Linked DNA regions of Sus scrofa: region 1 is linked to region 2. Evidence: chromatin contacts called from public HiChIP or PLAC-seq data. All regions are on one chromosome and are shown on one strand. The core of a region is the stretch at or near the end of the contact, and the rest is flanking DNA. Distances in the headings are between cores, read along the strand shown.

Evidence for each region. HiChIP or PLAC-seq counts read pairs in DNA pulled down with a chosen protein or histone mark.
Region 1: an H3K27ac HiChIP or PLAC-seq map of alveolar macrophages shows a contact between it and region 2. The contact joins the promoter of CANX here to the promoter of TBC1D9B in region 2. A contact is called at or near these places in 2 of 47 Hi-C or Micro-C datasets (heart right ventricle and liver) and 1 of 2 datasets of contacts at active chromatin or transcription factors (alveolar macrophages).

The regions. Positions count from the first base shown.
Region 1 is chr2:78,914,328-78,917,381 of Sscrofa11.1, reverse strand. CANX (calnexin) reads left to right here and starts at 1,554. Exons shown (of 15, transcript NM_001243210.1): 1 at 1,554-1,736.
Region 2 is chr2:78,674,204-78,677,127 of Sscrofa11.1, reverse strand. TBC1D9B (TBC1 domain family member 9B) reads right to left here and starts at 1,261. Exons shown (of 22, transcript XM_003123648.4): 1 at 1,038-1,261. The coding sequence starts at 1,155.

The DNA.
Region 1 (3,054 bases), core at 305-2,804, 240 kb before region 2:
TCCATCTCTTGGTAAATAAGCCATCATGCAGGATCTTACCTTTTTTTTTTTTTTTTCCTCTTTTCTTTCTTTCTCCCCCTCCCTCCCCCTTTTTTTTTGTTTTTGTTTTTTTTAGGCCCACATATGTGGCATATGGAAGTTCCCAGGCTAGGGGTTGAATCAGAGCTGCAGCTGCTGGCCTACACCACCGCCACAGCAACATGGGATTGCAGATGTGATAAATTCATTTGAGTAATAAGAAAAATGAAAAAAACAAAAACAACAACAACAAAAAAACCCATGGGATTGCAGCCACATTTGTGACCTACGCCTAAGCTTAGGATGGATCCTTAACCCACTGAGCAAGGCCAGGGATTGAATCCGCATCCTCACAGACACTATGTTAGGTTCTTAATTCACTAAGCCACAATAGTAACTCCTGGAGGATCTTATTCATGAAATCCGTACTGTTGGAAAATGCTTCAAAGAAGCAAACAACATCCTGTGGCCCTTCAAACTATCTTCTCCTGAAGGGCCCAGATAAATAGATCTAACAGGCTTATTAAATGGATGAACTGAGTTGTCTATGTGATTATTTTTGTAATCTGGGTCAGTAAATAAAGTGACTTCAAATTGTGAAAAAAACAAACACAAAATTCATTCTTCAGAGATTTGGCCTCAGCTTCCTTTTAAGAACATTGTGCTTTAACGGAAAAAAAATCTCTAACAAGATCCTTAGTAGGATCTACAGTCCTGCTCTGTCTCAGGCCCAGAAAACTGAAGATGTGCTAAAAGTTAGTTACAAAATCTGTGGTGTGTTTGAAAATTTTCCATTGCACCATCTTTTTCTCACTCACTGCTGTTAAGTGTGATTGTGCCCTTTTTGTCTTATCTTGCTTTTGGAAACATCACAAATTGAAAGTTGAAGTAACGCTGGATTATAGTATTCTGGGCTATATTTTGACGTTGGGTGATAAGGCGGCCTCAGACTGCTGGGCCCAGAGCAATGACTCTGCAGGAACGGTGGCGCCTGGTGTACAGCGACTCCAGGACAGGCCAAGGGAGCCGTGACTGATTCCATCATATCTGCGCACTCGCTGCACTGGAAACCAGGTCCTTCCCGATGGCTCAATGGACCTCCCACCCATCCTGCCAGCTTCCATTTGCTCTCTCATCGAAGGGAATGAGATGCCAGACCCCGAGGCCCGGGTCCAGGCACCTGAACGGTCGAAACCATAGAAATTAGGATGCAGTGCCGGGCAGCGCGCCCACTAAGGCACCAGAACAACCAGCGCGGGAACGCCTGCCTGGCCAGTCCCGCCCCACGACGCGCGCGCGCGCGCGCGCGCCCCCGCCGATCCCGATGCCGCCGTACACCGCCTCCTTCCATACTGCCCAACCAACAGCCACTTCCTGCCTCACTCCTAACCAATCCCCACACTCCACGAAGAATAGCCCTAGGGGGCGTATGGGAAGGTGCATAGAGCGATGGCCACAATAACCAATTGAATTCAGGATCTTGCGCGAGAGGGCGGGACTTGGCGCTGGTGGTAGCTACTGAGGAGACAGGGGCGGACGCAGGGCCGGGCTTCGTGCGGTGGGGCTCGCTCGCGCGGCGGCTGCAGGAGTCGAGGCCTCTTGGTTCTGCGGCACGTGACGGTCAGGCTCCCTCAGCCGCTGTCTCCACTGCAGCGTGGGGCCAGGTGTGCGGGCGGGAGGAGGCGCGGGCACCACCGGCGGTCCTCCTGAGGCTTGAGGTGAGACAGGGGCCTGCCCGTGTCTTCGGGCCTGTGAGGACCCTCGGGGGCCTGGGTGCGCGGCCTGGCGGCGGAGGTCTCGAGAAGCCGGGCGTGGCCGGGGCTGAGGGGTCCGGCTGAGTTTCGATGGCTCAGGCCCTGGTGGACCCGCCAGACGGGATGGGTTAGGCCTGAACCTGGGCCGCTTGAGTTGCGGAGCCAGGCCCAGGCCGCGCCGCCGGGGTTGGGAGGCGTGGCAGGTGTCCTAGAGCCTTTCTTGACCTCTGGGAAAGCTAACTTCTCTTCATGGTTCTGCTTCTAGGGCTTTCTTATACCTATTGCTGACTGCCTGGGAAGCTGTGAGGTGGGGTAGAGTAACCGGGTAAAGGTCTGGAATAGGATCGGGCCTTGTTGGTACTCTTAGTAGTGGGGAAAGGTGATAATAGGACAGAGAGAGGATATTTAGAATTAGCATTACAGATCTAAAATTTGAAAATTAAAACCGCAAAGTGAAGACTGGACTGTAGCAGCCTGAAGAGTATGGAGAATGTGCTAGAACACGCACTGGTTAAAAAACTTAAGTCCTAACATTTACATCTATTTGGAGATTGGGGGAGTAAGTAATCTCGTCGTAAATTCAGTGGGCTTTTAAAAGCAGGAAAGCACCCAAAAGCTCTCCGTGGGCAGGTCGTTTTATAGTGAAGGAAACTGAGGCCCAGAGCTCAGAAATGATCGGCCCAAGGTCATGCGATTAGTTTTATGATCACGTTGGAATTACAGTTGAAAGCTAGGCAGTTTGTGTGTAGTGGTTAAGACTAAGGCCCTTGTTCAGGTCCTTCATCAGCCATTTGTTGCTATGTGAACCTGGGCAGTTCACTTCGTTTCAGATAATGGATGTAATACCTGATAGAGTTGTTGTTACCATTAAGACGTGTGTAAGAAAGAGCAGGAAAGTTAGATGTACATTTTTAACTGCTTGATAAATGACTGCAGTAAATTATTATGGTGAATGCTGTTGATCCACTACACTAACATCCTAATTAGCTAAGTCCTATTTTCCAGGACCTGAAGTCACATTTATGGAAATAGGAGGAAGAAACTGGACCTAGTGGTTTGACTGCTGATTGAGGGAAGTTAAACTGAGCTGGATATTAATTAAAAGCTTGGGAGGAGAAAGGTGAACCACAGTTAGGTCTCTTTACCTCTAATTTAAGAAATAGAACCTTTTACTTAATTTCTTAATGGGTAGAATGGTGTGGGGAGGTTTTCGTTCTGTTTTGTTTTGTTTTAAGAGGGGAACCCCGTTGATCTTCAAGACTGTTGTGTACCTCACTCTTTT
Region 2 (2,924 bases), core at 12-2,511:
GTGGGAGGCCTCTGTCTGCATGTGGCAGGACTGTATTAGTTGTTAACGTTTAAAATTAGGACATTTCAAAGAAAATTCTCTTGATAATTGGAAGACCTGGCAACACTGGGCCTGAGGTCCTGAATGGCAACAGTAGGCCACTGGAGGACTGCAGGCACTGGTCTGGCCCTAAGACTGACCCAGTTCTGCCCGAGCAGTGCGTCGGGGCAGGTCCTGGAGCGTGAGGGACTTGGGACAACACCTGTAGAGGGAACCCACACGTGGACATCCTCTGCCACACACCCCAGAAGGTGCCTGTCTGGTCCAGTCCTGGGTGGTGTCCAGACGGGCAGAGGCACCTTGGCTAGTTCTCCAGAACACAAAGACTGGTAATGTGGCTAAGTCTCGGTCTGCAGCCCCATCACACCAAGAAGCAGGAAAGGTGGGTGAGAAGCTGGAGGGATGGGGGCCCAAACCCAGGAGCAGCTCGGAGGAACTCTGATTTTGCTAAAAAGGTAATTCTTTGGTGAACTGGGAATGAAGGAGGCCAAAGGAAACGAATGCTTGTGTCACTTGCCCCCTCCGAGGCACTTAGGGAAACTGAGGCAGAGGACAGGAAGATCTTTCGGACTTCCAGCTGGGAAATCCCATTCCAGGAAGCTGCACACGCCTCCGCTAAGCTCCGGGAAGCTCACAGGCAGCCGATGGGCAGAGGCCGCCGCCAGCCTTCTCCCGGCAGCCCTGGCTGACGGAGGTCTCCCCACTAGCCATCTAAATCAAGTGCATCTGTCTGGCTGAACCTCCGACCCGGTCCTCACCTCGCGCCACCGCGCCCGGTCCCTGCGTCCCACCCCCGGTGCGCATTCCCACCTCCCGCCCCCACTGGGGCCGGGCCTCGCGTCCCCAGGCCCCGCAGCGCGCGCTGACCTGCGCGTCCGCAGGGACGCGCCGAGGCCCGGCCTGTCCCGGGGGTGTTGCCCCGTTCCCCGCCGCCCGGCGCGCCCTCCTCGCCCGGATCGCGGCGGCGCTCACAGGCCCGGCCGCGGCGCGCCTCTCACCCGTGAGCCCGCCGCCCTTGCCGTGGCCCCGGCGCCGCTGCAGCACAAAGAAGGGGTTGGCCCGCTCCGTCACCCACAGCGCGTTGGCCACCAGCACCTCCTCCGGGCCCAGCCACATCGTGCGACCGCTCGCACAGGGCCGAGGCCGGCCAGGCGGAAGAGCCGCCACCGACGCCGCGCAGAGCTTTGCGGGCCGGGCGGGGCGGGGCGGGGCGAGCGGGCGGCGCCCCCTGGCGGCCGCGGGAACCAACAGGACCTCCGCGCTCTCTGGGCGCTCAGCTCTCCCTTTCCGGCCGGCCCCGCCCACTCCCCCCCCGGCCTCCGGCCACAGGGTTACTTAACCCGCTGTGTCCGTCTACCACTCTTTCTCCCCACAGGCCCCAGTGCTCAGTTCACTCCCCGGGCCTTGGGACTTTGGTCAGATTGTCTGAGTTCACAGTGCGCAGACAGCAGGGCTCCCGGCGTTCTGTAAAAACGCATACAGGGTTTAAGAGGAAAATGTAAGGAAATAACATTTAGAAATACATTTTTGGCTGATTGTGCAGGGCAACCCAGTGTGTGTTAACATTGGAAAAAGCGGCTGGAAAAGGGTTAGTTGATTGTGGTAACTCAGAATGTTGACACTTGGGCCTGCAACGAATTGAACCTGGGGAAGCCCTGAGGCTGAAAGGGTCCTCAGAAACCAGTGCAGTCCCCTCACTTGTTGGATGGGGTCAATGAGGCTGGAGTAGGAGGCAGGGCCTGGCCTGGGACCGGCGGAGGTTTCTGCACTGGCGTGTGATGAGACCACAGAGCTGGCCGGGGATGTGGATTCCTGCTCTCCCAGTGCTGGCCTGTAGGGGTCGACCCCTCCCAGGCCAAACCTTGACCCTTTTGAGTGCACGCTGTTAACTCCTTCTGGGGCAATAGGTGTGAATCCACAAAGTCCAGAATTTGGATGCAGGATCACCCTGCTGGCCTGAGGCCTCCAGAATCCGAAAGGGGGCTCTTTAGAATCATCCCAGAGGCTTAATATGGTTTTTGAATTGGGTTTCTGTCACTGGCATTCAGGAATCTAATATGATAGATGTAGGTATAAATAGGTGGTTTCATGATTGACAGCCAGAATGATTTAAAAGTCTTTTGAGATATTGCTTGAGACTTTGAATCAACTTCCAAGATGCAGAGGCTGGTTTTAAGACCTTGGAAGTTTAAACTAATAATGTGGCACTGGGGTCTCTGGGGAGTAATCTACCCTCAAGAATTTGAAAGTACAGTTTACCCTTGAATAATCTGGGTTTGAATTGCTCTGGACCATTTATATTCCCACTTTTTTCAATAGTAAATACTACAGTACTGTGTGATCAGTGGTTGGTTGAATCCTCAGATACAGAACTGTACATATAGAGGTAACTTGGATTGGGAAAGACAACTAAATTATACTCAATTTTTGACTTGGAAGAGAATAGGTGCCCCTAACCGGAGTTGTTCACAGGTCAACTGTGCTTGTTAACACCCTGAGGTGAGGTAAAGGGCTATTTTGTTCCTGGATTCCACTGGCTCTCAAACTTCAACATGCATCAGAATAAGCGGCAGGGCTTGTTAAAACATAGATTGCTCAGAGTATTTGCATGTCTAACGAGTTCCTAGGTAATACTGATGCCATGAACCTGGAGACCACCTTTTGAGAACTATTTTTTTTTTTTTTGTCTTTTGTCTTTTTTAGGGCTGCACCCATGGCATATGAAGGTTCCCAGGCTAGGGGTTGAATCAGAGCTACAGCTTCAGACCTACACCACAGCCACAGCAACAGCAATGAGGCATCCGAGCCTTCTCTTCGACCTACACCACAGCTCACGGAAATGCTGGATCCTTAATCCACTGAGCAAGGACAAGGATTGAACCTGC